3 separate regions of the Sus scrofa genome follow, and all the other regions are linked to region 2. Evidence: chromatin contacts called from public HiChIP or PLAC-seq and promoter capture Hi-C data. All regions are on one chromosome and are shown on one strand. The core of a region is the stretch at or near the end of the contact, and the rest is flanking DNA. Distances in the headings are between cores, read along the strand shown. Region 1 holds the start of SUPT4H1 (transcription elongation factor SPT4). Region 2 holds the start of MTMR4 (myotubularin-related protein 4). Region 3 overlaps TEX14 (inactive serine/threonine-protein kinase TEX14).

Region 1 (4,283 bases), core at 664-3,163, 140 kb before region 2:
GAATAAAGTTGGCTCACCTTGAAGGAACTTTAGCAAGTATTGGTTTGGGGCCAGTCTGTATGTAAATCCTTAATTAGCCTAGAGACTGAAAGAAATTTAATAGTACTTTCTTAACCCCCAAAGAATACTGGCTCCTACCTTAGGGAAGGAAAACTGAAACGTACATTTCTCTCACTGCCTTTTCCCCACGGGACAATCTCACCAAGGGAAAACCTTTCTAAAGCGCCTCTTAAAGATATCTAAAGGCATCAACTTTGGGGCCAAAATTTACCCTTTCATTTTCACAAAGGCTCTTCATGCAGTCAACATTTATTAAGCACCTACTACCTTTCAGGTCCTGTATGCCATGTCTCAGTGCACAAAATACAGTCCCTACAAATAATGAGCTGACAGTCTAGTGAAGAACTATCCCGTGGAAAAATAATGAAAGCCACACAAATCATTTTAAATTTTCTGTAGCTACGTTAAAGGAGTAATGACGAAAAAGTGAAATTAACTTCATTAATGAAATTAATTTCATTTAACCCAATATATTCAAATTATTATTTTGGCATGTAACTAACACACATGCAAAAATCAAGATTATTTTACTTTTTTTTCTTGTGCTGAGTCTTTGAAATCCAGTATTACATCACAGGTAAAGCATATCTCAATTTGGACTAGCTACATTTTTTTTTCTTTTTTCTTTTTTTCTTTTCTTTTTTAGGGCCATACTCACAGCATATGGAAGGTCCCAGGATAGGGGCTGAATCAGAGTTGCAGCTGCCAGACTATACCACAGCCTTAGCAACACCAGATCCGAGCCACTTTCTGCAACCTAAGCTGCAACTTGCGGCAACGCTGGATTCTTTAACCGACTGAGCGAGGGTAAGTGGGTCGAACCCAAATCCTCGTGGATACTAGTTGGATTCTCAACACACTGAGCCACAACGGGAACTCCCAGACTAGCCACATTTCAAGTGCTCAACGCCACACACGTCTAGTAGCTACGGTTCTGGATAGCAAAGACATGTGTCTCAAAATAACTTTGAGACCAACTAGGATTAAGGTCTCAAGAGTTTGGCCACAATTACTTGATGGGGTAGAGATAATGCAGTAATCTAAAGGGACTTACCCATCAAAGGAAGAGCTGGTGCAGTCATATACCATCTCTCGGTTACCTTTCATCTGAAGGTATGCATCACAATTGTCACAACCATCATATTCAAACTGGTCTATAGTCTGGGAGAGAGATAAAAAGGAGAGAGGGGAGCATGAACAAGGCCAAAAGAAAAAGTAGCTTTCTCATAAGTCTACCTGGTCAAGCACGAGGCTCCCTACGTTGGCTCTGTCTCATCAAGTCCCCCGTCCACCATTCCTATAGCCCTTTTCCACTCTCACACTCCTTTTGTTCCCAACTGCGTTTTACCCATTCCTCTCCCTAGTATCCTCGGGGTCGGGCACCTTCTCCCACTATTCTCTCAGCTGGAAATTCCCACCCTCCTCTGACTCTTAGCCGGCGTCCTTCAACTCCAATAGAAGTTCACTGAACGTCTGTAAAGGGTCAGGCCTGTACTGAGAGCTAAAGTTGCAAAGGCTTATGAGACCGCCCGCGACCATGGCTGCACGACCTGCCTGGCTTCCTATCCACGTAAGCGATGGCCTACTTCCCACGTCCCCTGCCTGGATCTTTTCTCTTCACCGCCCCCCGAGCCCTGTCCTACCCTTTCTCCCAGCTTGGTCCCCCATCGCCCATACAACCAGGTCCCCGCCAGACCTTGACCAGCGAACACAGCAAACAAGCGCGCAGATGCCGCAGGTCCTTCGGCACTGTCTCCAGAGCCATCCTCTTCCAAGGAAGAACAGCGACGGAATGAGCCACAGCTGCCGCTCGCAGGAAGTAAACAGCGATTTGCCCAGAATACACGCACTTCCGGTTCCTCAGACTTCCTCTTCCGGCGTGGGAGGCCGCGGGCCCCGCCCCACCCCCCGCCTCAGGAGATGGTTTCTCCCGTCTAGAGGCGGGGCCGGCGGAGAGTCACCTGGACCGGCGCGCGCCCCCGCCACCTGGGCCGGAGCGCGGGGCGAGGCCCAGCGGCCGTTGGGCCTGTGGGCGGAGCCCGAGGAGGAGGGGCGGCACGGTTGGCGCCTGCGCGGGGGCTCCCCGCGGCCCGGGTGGTATCCTGGCGCGCGGGCCATTTGACCTGGGCGGCTGGCACCGCCCCGCGGGTTCCCTGGAGGATCCCAGATGACAGCAGAGATTCTTTTTTGTCTTCCCTCTTAAAAGTGTAGGGCCACTGTCTCCCTCTGGGATTATCTCTGCAGAGACGAAAAGAAATCCAGAGACCGCCCCGCTCCTTCCTAACAATCAGAGCGTGATTGGGTTTCCATTTGCGTCCACGGGAATGCTGGTCTGCGAGCTGTCACCCGGAAAATGCATATTCAATTATTTCTAAAAACTCTTGGTACGTTTCCTCGGCCCAGCTGATAATTTATGCTTTGTGCATCTTTTAGCTTTTATATAGTTCCTTTCCTTCAGATCATCTGTAGGAGATTTTTTTTTTTTTTTTTTTCCCTCATTTCACTTTATAAGAAGCTTTCAGATTCAAAACTGGGCAAGAGAAGTTCCAGTCGTGGCATAGCAGAAACGAATCTGACTAGGAACCATGAGGTTGTGGGTTCGATCCCTGGCTTTGCTCAGTGGGTTAAGGATCCTGCGTTGCTGTGAACTGTGGTGTAGGTCGCAGACGCAGCTTGGATCTGGTGTGGCTATGGCAGTGGTGTAGGCCAGCAGCTGTAGCTGTGATTTGACCCCTAGCCTGGGAACCTATGGCGAGGGTGGACCCAAAAAGCAAAAAAAAAAAAAAAAAAAAAACAAAAAAAAAACAGGAAAAACCAAAAAACTGGGCATGAGACAAAACCAAGCCTTTCCCAGAGAAGTGGAAAGGGAAAATGCACTTTGGCAGGAGGCAGGAGGCGAGCAAAGGCCTGTCCAGGCCCTGTGGAACTCTTCCTACCGACATAGCACCAGCTCCCTTGATCCTCACATTAGTCCTATGTGTAGGCAGAGGACAGTCATTTGTGTTTATGTGAACTGGAGCTTTGGGATATAAATAGATAATTTCAGGAGTTCCCTTAGTGGTGCAGTGGTTAACGAATGGGACTAGGAACCATGAGGTTGGGGGTTTGATCCCTGGCCTTGCTCAGTGAGTCGAGGATCCAGCATTGCCCTGAGCTGTGGTGTAGGTCGCAGACATGGCTCGGATCCCACGTTGCTGGGCTGTGGTGTAGGCCGGTGGCTACAGCTCTGATTAGACCCCTAGCCTGGGAACCTCCATATGCCGCAGGAGCGACCCTAGAAAAGGCAAAAAAACAAAAAATAAATAGATAGATAGTTTCAGGCCCTGCTGGTCTATCTTCCCAGCCAGGCCTCCTAAATTGAAACTGAGCTTCTTCAAGGCCAGTGTGCTGCCAGTGCCCGTCCATGCCTGTTCCGATGGGCTCTGATGGGTTAGGGTGTTCTCCATCACTGCACACTTTCTACTTTGGAACACACTTCACTCTGTGAGGTGGGTCCATTTCAGGGGTGGGAAAAGTGAGGCACAGAGTATTTGCCCAGAGTCACAGAGAAAGTCAGTGAAGCGTCATCAGTGAGAGTTTGAAATGAGGACAATGACAATACAGGTAACAAACGGAACCGCAGTGAGAATCCAGTCATGCTTTCTCTTTCCCTGAGTTCACTAGACCATGGTTTAGGGGCTTACAAGCCAGTTCTTAGGGCCAAGCCCAGCAGTCTCCTCGGTCCTTTCATAAATCAGAGCCTAGCCTCTGATACCAAACATAATTTATTTCTCCCATATAAAGGACGGAGCTGTTACCCTCAGTGACAGTCATGACAGAACAAAACCACAAGACCAGACCGCATTTAAGGATAAATATATTAGCAAATAAATACATTTCTCAACATAGTGCCTGATTCAAGCATCTTTCTATCCAGATATAAATACCCACGTGGGTACCTAGGTGCTAGTTCCCCCCTGACTTTGGGGGAAGAAGATTCCCAGGTGGGGTCCTGTGCCCACTTGGCTCCCACATTCACATTCCAAATGGGATAATGCCTGAGGGGCCAGCAATGCTCCAACTGCCTTGGGGTGAATGTCACCCCAAGGAGGCCCCTCAGCCCGTGCCCACTCGGTAACCAGCTGCCCAGGGCAGACTTCCTGCTCCAGCTCCACTTCTTCCTGGGTGTCCCGGGCCTGCGTGGCTTATACTGGGAAGCTGGGCCTCTGGGCCCTCTAATCCCA
Region 2 (4,129 bases), core at 988-3,487:
ACCCACATGTCTGTGGAGGGAAAGAGTGAGTCCCCTCAGTAACTGAATTCCTTGACCTGTCCCTAAGCATAGGACACATGAAAGAACTAAAGAGATACAGCCAGAGCAAGGGCCTAATCTGGGCCAGGGCCTGCAGCTCTCCACTCCTTCTCATCTCACTGTTTCCTCCTCCTAGCTCGCCAGGGTTAAGGGGTTCCTTGAACTTGGGGTGAGGGAAGGGAAGTTATAGTTAGTGGAAATGTTATGGGATCATTATAACACACACACACACACACACACACACACACACCACACCCATAGTGATATTCTGGCCACCTTGAGGGTGCTCTCCTGCTATATATCCAATCAGCTGTTCCTACAGAGGCTTATCAAAACAGCGGCACATTTGGAGCCAGAGAAGTCCCACAGTTTTAGTGGAGTCACTCCCAATAAAGCACCCACAATATTCAAGGAACCCATCAGGAAGTACAAGAATCTTGATATAAAGGAGGCCTGGTTTTTTGGACCAGGCCAGAGAGCTGCAACCAAGGACCCAAGAGAAGAGAAGTTCTGGCCATTATGAAGGGCTCAGGGAGCCAGTGTGGGGAAACCATGGCATAGCACGTGCAGAAAAAGACTTTCAGTGGCGTCCGGTACCAGTGCTGTATATTGGCTGATGACGTTTTGCAACCTAAAGAAACCCTAATTTATCTCCAGGGCAGATGAACCTGTTTGGTTGCTGAACAGAGTAGCCTGAAGCTCAAGGTCCAGGAGGGGCGGGTCAGCTTCATGGAGAAAGATACAAGGATTACAGAAAACACAAGCGTCTGAGAAAAGAGAGGGTACTCACCATTCTACCGTGGTGAGGGTCTGGCTGCCTTTTCTCACTGTAAAGACCCAGAGAAACACAAGAGTAAAGAGCACCATTAACACCACCATAGAATCAACAAACCATCACCACACATCTGCTCCTGAACTTCCCCACAACTCTTATTCACCTTCTTCACAGTGATTCCAGTCTCTCCACAACTCACCATGCCAGACAGAGGCAGTGGGAGCTACACGGGGAGAAAGCAACAAGTGATTCTGCAGAGCATGAAGGCAGCAACAAAGTTCTGGAGCAGGACTCAAGCATCCCGATTCCCGGACCCAGAAGGAGAAGTAAAACACTCCAAACCCTGTTCTTTGTGGGAGAGCAAAAGACCTGCCAACTCTGAAGAGACAGAGGCTGCACAGCCAGGACTCATTTCTGGCCCTGGTGGAAACATAAATCCACCAGAGGAGCGCACGGCCAGCCTCTGAGTCTGTGAGTAGCACCCACCTGACCTGTTTACTGGGGCAGAGTCCAGAGCAGAGGACAAGAGGGAGGGGACCACAACCTGTGATCAGAAGGCAGCAGGGCTGGACATGTTCTGCTGAGTGTACTTGACACCAAGTGGGGTGCAGGTTAGTGGGAGGAGTCCACACAATGGGGATAGAATCAGGCCAGTGCAGGCCTCAGAGTCAGTGAGCGTCAAATGGGCCCAAGCAACAGACATGTCAGGTTGAGCCGTCTGGGCCCACTTAGGGAGCCGGGCCCAGGTTTGAATGACACTTCTCCATGCCTGCTATTCGAGCTCAGAGGCAGTCTAGGAGTGTGCCTTGCCGAAGGCTGCGGCTACAAAAGCCTCCATCTGTGGTCCTACCCGCCTCCCTGATCACAGCCCACCCTTCCTCATGGGGGAGCCAGCAAGCGGCAAGCCAGAGGTGCTGCCTCACCGCCCACTGGCAAGCAGCCTCAAGGAAACGGAGGGAGAGAGAGACGAGAACTAGGCCTGGGAGACCCAGGGTTCCTGGACCTAGGGTATCTGGCCACGGGGGGAGGCGGGTCAGGCTGACAGGGGAGCTCAGGTGCCCAGGTTCTAGGGGCGGAGCCTAAAGACTCGGAGGCGGAGCCCCGAATGACAGAAGGCGGGTCTCAGGAAAGCCGGTGGGGCCGGGGCGGGGCCGGGCAAGACGCGGTCGTTGCGGTTCCCAGACTGGCAGTGTATGGGGCACGGTGACTCACCCAGGCGGCGTCCGCCCGACCCTCCGAAGCCGCGCTCTCACCACTTCCGTCTCCCGCAGCTGCTGAGGCCGCGCAGCTCCGACCCCCCACCACGGTGCCCCTCTCCCCAACCAATCCTATCTCTGGTCTGTGCCCGCCCTGGCCAATAGCCACACCAAGTCCCGCCCTGCCCCCCACCACGCAGCAGCCGCCCTCACTCTTCACACCGCTCATTGGTCAAGTGGGGCAGACGCCCTCCCAGTCTTGAGCCTATCGGATGCCGGAAGACAAGACTGTACTGGCAGGGAGGAGGCGCGGCGCCGAAGAGAAGACGCGACCAATGGGAAATCACAGCGCGTCCCTGCAGCAGCCAATGGGAGAGCAGTAAAAGGGGGGCTGCTGGTTAAGGCTCCAGGGGCCGGAAGTGGGGGCGGTCTGTCGCCTACTGGTAGCGCAATTGAAGGCGGGGCGTTCTCACAGCCACTTCCGGTGATCACCCCGCCTCTGGTGTACTTTTCAAATAGATCCCGGTGGCACCATTTCTGGTTTGATTTCACTGTGATCGTCCGTCCCAAAGCCAGAAGCGGGAGAAAAACCCCGAAAGCTAAGAGAGGGCTGAGGGCCTGAGGCTCCTTCTCGGTCTTCGACTGGCTGGGGGAGGTTTTCCCTTCTTCCGGACACCTTGACGTGTTCCTCCAGGACCTCACTTTTCATCCGCGAACCGACCCTGGTGTCCGTGACCTGAATCACATGCCATCAGTTTTGAGTAAAAATCTCTCACTTGAGAGATGAGAATGAGACTGCCACTAGCTTAGCTGCGACCTTCTGGTCTGAAAAGGCTGTGGAGAATAGTTGGCTCCTCTCTCGCTTCTCTCTGGCTCCTCCCCTTGCCTTGGGAGACCCCGGGGAGCCAGAACAGGCAGCAGGGCGGAGGGTGGCCGCTGGAGGTCGCCGTGTCCCAGCGATACCACCAACCCGACAGAAATGGTGAACAGTTGACTCAGATTCTCAACTGATAGCTTCAGTTTGGAAATGGGCCTGAATGCTTTAATACCAGGCCCTGGGGCCAAAATGTCTTCACGTGTCTTTTCATAGGACATTGGGACATTTACTACATTTAGCAACTTCCAGGAAAACTGGAACCTTATGTGTGTTCACTGCTTTAACTCGAAGATTTAAAACAGTATCTGCAACCTAGCAGATAGATGCTTGATAAATATTTGGTAAATAAATACTGAATTATTCCAGGACAATGATTGTATTTTATCCATTCCTGGCACTTACTATAGTGTTTGGTGATTACAGGGGTTCCAACATTTGTTCAGTGCGCTGGCCTAGGCTTCCTAGAGTGCAGAGCTCAATTCTGAATATCCCATTCCCCAAATCAGGAAATACAAAGCTGGGAGGCTATTAATACTGTGTTTTCTCAAGGTATCAAATCCAAAACTTCTGTGGAAGTACTGTATGTGGGAAAGATGAGCAGGGCCCCAGATAATAGATGCATGATAGATATGATCAGGAAGATGGTGGTGACTAAACCCTGCCTCTGGAGGGGAAGGTTCTCCCCACCCTCCCTTGGCTAGTAAAGGCCAAAACCAGCACCCTCCTCTGGCAGTCTTTCAAAACGGGTCCTAGGATCTTCTTGGTCTCCAGGAGATGGAAAGATATCGACAGAAACACCAGAAGCCACCTATAGATTTGTTAAACTTTATTTCTTCTGAGTCTCTGGGGAGGCAGCAGGGATGTAAGGTCAAGTGGCAGTAGCTGCAGAGGCCTGAGTAGAGCTGGTGCTGGGAGGGGCCGGCATAGCAGGAGGAAGAGGCGGTGATTTAAATATTCAAGGCTGAAAGCCAGCTAATGGGTCTCCTTCATCTGTCTTTGGATTTTGTGCAGCATCTCCTGCATCCGCCGCAGCTGGAACAGGCACATGCATCAAAATGGGACCTTTCAGAGAGTCCTATCATGTTAGGAAAGTGCCTGAAACCTCTAATCCCTTGAGCCAGGGCCTTGGTGGCCCTGAGTATAATGAAGTCCCAGGGTGGAACCACTAATCCACCAATCCAGGATCCAGATATATACCAGGGCCAGGGATCATCCTGTCCCCAAACCAAGAGACACTGAGGT
Region 3 (4,239 bases), core at 1,574-4,073, 130 kb after region 2:
CCATTGAGCAAGGCCAGGGATCAAACCTTCGTTGTCATAGATACTAGTTGGGTTCATTAACCACTGGGCCACGACGGGAACTCTGAGACTCTGCTGGTTACAAACATGTGTGAATGAGAAGGGCGTATAATGGGCTCACTTGGGCAATATTTTTTTTTTCCCAAATAACATATCCAGGCCAATTTTAAATGTGTAACGAAAAGGTTTATTTCGAAACAATTCTCTCCATTAAAAAAAAAATTGAGGGGAGTTCCTGCTGTGGTACCGAGTTCCTGCTGTGGAAGCAGTGGTTTGATCTTCAGCCCAGTCCACTTGTTTATAGATCCAGTATCGCTGCTGCTATGGTATAAGACCTGTCTCGAATTCAATGCCCGGGGAGCGGCAGAAAAAAAAATTAGGAGTAAAGTAACAAAAATTGTAGTTTTCTGGTATTTTGGTGTTTTTGGAGGAGGAAAGATGATTCAAAGGTAATTTTGTACATTTTTGTGCTGAAAAATTTTTTTTTTTTTTTTTGTCTTTTGTTGTTGTTGTTGTTGCTATTTCTTGGGCCGCTCCCGCGGCATATGGAGGTTCCCAGGCTAGGGGTTGAATCGGAGCTGTAGCCACCGGCCTACGCCAGAGCCACAGCAACGCGGGATCCGAGCCGAGTCTGCAACCTACACCACAGCTCACGGCAACGCCGGATCGTTAACCCACTGAGCAAGGGCAGGGACCGAACCCGCAACCTCATGGTTCCTAGTCGGATTCGTTAACCACTGCGCCACGACGGGAACTCCCTGTGCTGAAATTTTTTAACTTTAGACTATATCATCTTTATTTTTTAATTATCTTTTTGGCCCCCCCCCCCCCCCTCGGCAGATGGAGTTCCCCGGCCAGGGATCGGATCCAAGCCACAGTTACAACCATGCCACAACTGCCACAACACCAGATCCTTAGCCACTGCATGGGGCTGGGGATCAAACCTGAATCCCAAAGCTCCACAGATGCCTGGGAGTCCATTGTCCCACAGCAGGAGCTTCTTGTCCTATCTTTTAAATATCAGCAGGTAGATTTTGACTTCAATTTTTTTTTCTGTTTTTCTTTTTGGTCAAGCCTGCAGCATGCAGAAATCCCCAGGCCAGGAACAGAACCCACACCACAGCAGTGGCCTGAGCCACAGACAGCAGAGATAATGCCAGTCCCTTAACCTGATGAGCCACTAGGGAACTCCTAGACTTTATTTTTTTAAAAAAACTTCTTACCAGGTGGCTACACCCTCTACCAACACAAACCCATTACTTAAATGTGGTTTCTCTTGTTTACCGAGGAGGAAGAAAAAAAAAAGAAAAGGGGTCCCTGCCTTGGTGCAGTAGGTTAAGAATCTGACTGCAGTAGCTTGGGTTGCTGTGGAGATGCAGGTTTGATCCCCAGTCAGCCCAGTGGATTAAAAACATCTGGCTGGGATTCACTCCATGGCCAGGGAACTTCCACATGCCTCTGGTGCAGCCATAAAAAGCAACCAAAAAATCAAAACAATTTCTACAGTACTACCATTTCTAAAGTACTTTAACATATCCCAGCCCATCTACCAAACTCGTTTTTGTTTGGTTTTTGTGGTTTTCTTTTTCTTTTTTTTTTCTTTTGCTTCTTTTCTTCAGAAGTTCTCAGGCCAGGGACCAAACCCACACCACAGCAGTGACATGTAAGAACAACCGGATCCATAACCCACCAAGCCACCAGGGAACTCCTATCTATTAAACCTTTTACATGGATCGCCTGGGTTTTTTCGTGTGTTTGTTTTTTCACTTTTGGCCGCCCCATGGCACATGGAGCTCCCCAGCCAGGGATCAGATCCGAGACGCGGTCAAGACCTAAGCCTAAACTGTGGCTCCACTGACGATCCTGTTGCACCACAGTGGGAGCCCTGGAGTCCCCTGTTTTAATCTTGGGACCTACATTTCCTTTTTCTTTTTCGGGCTGCACCTGCTGCATGTGGAGGTGCCCGGGCTAGGGGTGGAATACGAGCTGCAGCCACAGCAACGCCACACAAAACAGGAAATAACCGTAAGAGATGGAGGAGATGGAAGCATAACATACACTCTAGAAACCTAAAGTATGCATAACCCAAATTCCCTGACAGCACAGTGGGTTCAGGATCCAGGATAATTAGAAATATGACGAAAAAAGGAATTCTAGTAGTGGCTCCGTGGTAACAAACCCGACCAGGATCCATGAAGACGAGGGTTTGTTTCCAGGCCTCCATCACAGGCCGGCAGCTACAGCTCCGATTCTACCCCTAGCTTGGGAACGTCCATGTCCGCAGGCGCGACGCTAAGAATACAAACAAAAATATGGCAAAAACAAAATAAAAATAAAGTCTATATTCTACCGTAATAAAAAATGATGTAAGTACCCGTCATGGCTCAGCAGTAACAAATCTGACACGCAACAGTGAGGACACGGGCTTGATCACCAGGCTCGGATCCAATGTTGCTGTGGCGTAGCAGGCCAGCAGCTACAGCTCAGACTTAACCCCTAGCCTGAGAACCTCCATATGCTGAGGTTCCTGCCCTAAAAAGACACAAAAATAAAACTCAGCTGAGCCAAGAAATATTTTAGAAGATTCAAAAACACACATGAAAAAACTCACTTTTCCAAGTATCAAGAGAAAAGGAAAAACACCCCAAACACAAAAAGCTAGAGACTCCTTGTCTTATAAAGCTCAAAATAAAATACAGGCTGAAACTAAAGAGAAACAGCAAGAAATTCAAAGAACTTTGCACAAACCTAGATGCCAAGAGGATTAACCTTGAGCATAACACAGGAAGGAAAATAACACTACCACAGACAACACAAGATACATCACAAAACCACTCAGACGGTGTTCTCTCCCTCTGCCTCTCTCAACCAGAGAGAGGAGAACGATCATCAAGGGCAAGTGGCAGCTGCACAGGCAACACCAAGAGCCGGCTTCACGCTCAGGAGAGAACACTGCGTCTCCTCCTCGTGGTTTCGGGTGCTCTACACGTTCAGAGAAACTTCTCCAGTCACAGACTATAGAAATGATCCCTGAAAGTATAGTCTTAGCCACACAGGCCCAGCCGAGGCCGGGTCCGGGCCAGCCCTCCACTTTGCACTGAGGGCGAGACACTCCCTCCCCACCCCACCCCCGTTACTGCCTCTGCTGGGAAAACGAGAAATCGCTTATGTGATACAATCCCTCAAACGCTAGCACTTGCCCACTCCTTTCAACATTCAACCAGAACTGAAGACAGCAGTTTTGAAAACAACCACACCTAATTACCATATTACCGCCTGACAGCCAATGACAACCTGCATCTTTCAACTTCCCGAAGCATTCAGGCCACTGATCTGCTAAATCCCGCCTCGCCTCTGCCAGCTCTAAAGGAAAGGGCGGGCCTTGGCCTTTGCTAGTGACTGACTATCTCGCTGATTCCAGGGATTAGCACATTTTAGAGGTTACATTCAAGGCTGTCCTTTTCAAACTCTGGGAAGAGGTCACTGGGACTGAGGCAAGGAGGGGGACTGGGTGGCTTAGAACCAGCCCTGGAAAACAGCCCCTTTTGGTTCTGTACCATGACTGGACTACCTGCTCACACGTTCTGACTTTTTTTGGGGGGGGGGGGGCTTTCTGGCTTTTTAAGGGTGGAAGGTGTGGCACATGCAAGTTCCCAGGCTAGGAGACAAATCGAAGGTACAGCTGCCGGGCTACACCACAGCCACAGCAAGACCAGACAAGGCCACATCTGGGACCTACAACCACAGTTTATGGCAACGCTGGATCTTAACCCACTGAGTGAGGCCAGGGATTGAATCCTCATCCTCAAGGATACTAGTTGGGTTCTTAACCCGCTGAGCCACAAAGGGAATTCCTCAAAGTTCACTCTTGAATGACTGATCTTCCTGGTTTCTCTGTTTCAAAGGAAGCCTACCCATTTACTTCTGGCAAAAGTTAGTCCCAGCTTCTCCTCAAAGAGCACACTTTATACCTAAGGGAAACGTAACTGTTTAAGTCACTTAACTTTCTGTTGTCAAAATGCTTCTGCTCGGAGTTCTCCTTGTGGCTCAGGAGGTTAAGAACCTGACTAGTATCCATGACGATGTGGGTTCAATCAGTGGCCTCGCTCAGTGGGTTAAGGATCTGGTGTTCCCACAAGCTGTGGTGCAGTTCACACCTGCAGCTTGGATCTGGCATTGCTGTGGCTGTGGTGTAGGCCGGCAGCTACAGCTCTGATCTGA

Evidence for each region. Promoter capture Hi-C pulls out the DNA fragments that hold promoters and counts their contacts. HiChIP or PLAC-seq counts read pairs in DNA pulled down with a chosen protein or histone mark.
Region 1: an H3K27ac HiChIP or PLAC-seq map of alveolar macrophages shows a contact between it and region 2. The contact joins the promoter of SUPT4H1 here to the promoter of MTMR4 in region 2. A contact is called at or near these places in 2 of 47 Hi-C or Micro-C datasets (both in liver) and 2 of 2 datasets of contacts at active chromatin or transcription factors (alveolar macrophages and skeletal muscle).
Region 3: a promoter capture Hi-C map of fetal liver shows a contact between it and region 2, with 2.5 times the contacts expected there. The contact joins the enhancer-like site here to the promoter of MTMR4 in region 2. A contact is called at or near these places in 1 of 5 promoter capture datasets (fetal liver) and 2 of 2 datasets of contacts at active chromatin or transcription factors (alveolar macrophages and skeletal muscle).

What each region holds. Positions count from the first base shown.
Region 1 is chr12:34,627,768-34,632,050 of Sscrofa11.1, forward strand. It overlaps SUPT4H1 (transcription elongation factor SPT4), which reads right to left and starts at 1,914. Exons shown (of 5, transcript XM_003131646.4): 1 at 1,757-1,914; 2 at 1,115-1,221. The coding sequence starts at 1,825. It overlaps RNF43 (E3 ubiquitin-protein ligase RNF43), which reads right to left. Exons shown (of 13, transcript XM_021067274.1): 13 at 3,807-4,283.
Region 2 is chr12:34,769,078-34,773,206 of Sscrofa11.1, forward strand. MTMR4 (myotubularin-related protein 4) reads right to left here and starts at 2,238. Exons shown (of 20, transcript XM_005668984.3): 1 at 2,027-2,238; 2 at 978-1,037; 3 at 830-866. The coding sequence starts at 832. It overlaps SEPT4 (septin-4), which reads right to left. Exons shown (of 11, transcript XM_005668982.3): 11 at 3,699-3,919. The coding sequence ends at 3,860.
Region 3 is chr12:34,896,533-34,900,771 of Sscrofa11.1, forward strand. The region is part of intron 2 of TEX14 (inactive serine/threonine-protein kinase TEX14); the gene reads right to left. Among named protein-coding and RNA genes, the nearest start is that of TEX14, 77 kb to the right of the region's middle. Within about 2 kb of position 2,824, at least 62 of the 83 cell types and tissues checked have an H3K27ac peak or open chromatin away from gene starts, as enhancers often do. A contact at or near this core is called in alveolar macrophages, fetal liver and skeletal muscle, where this site is marked.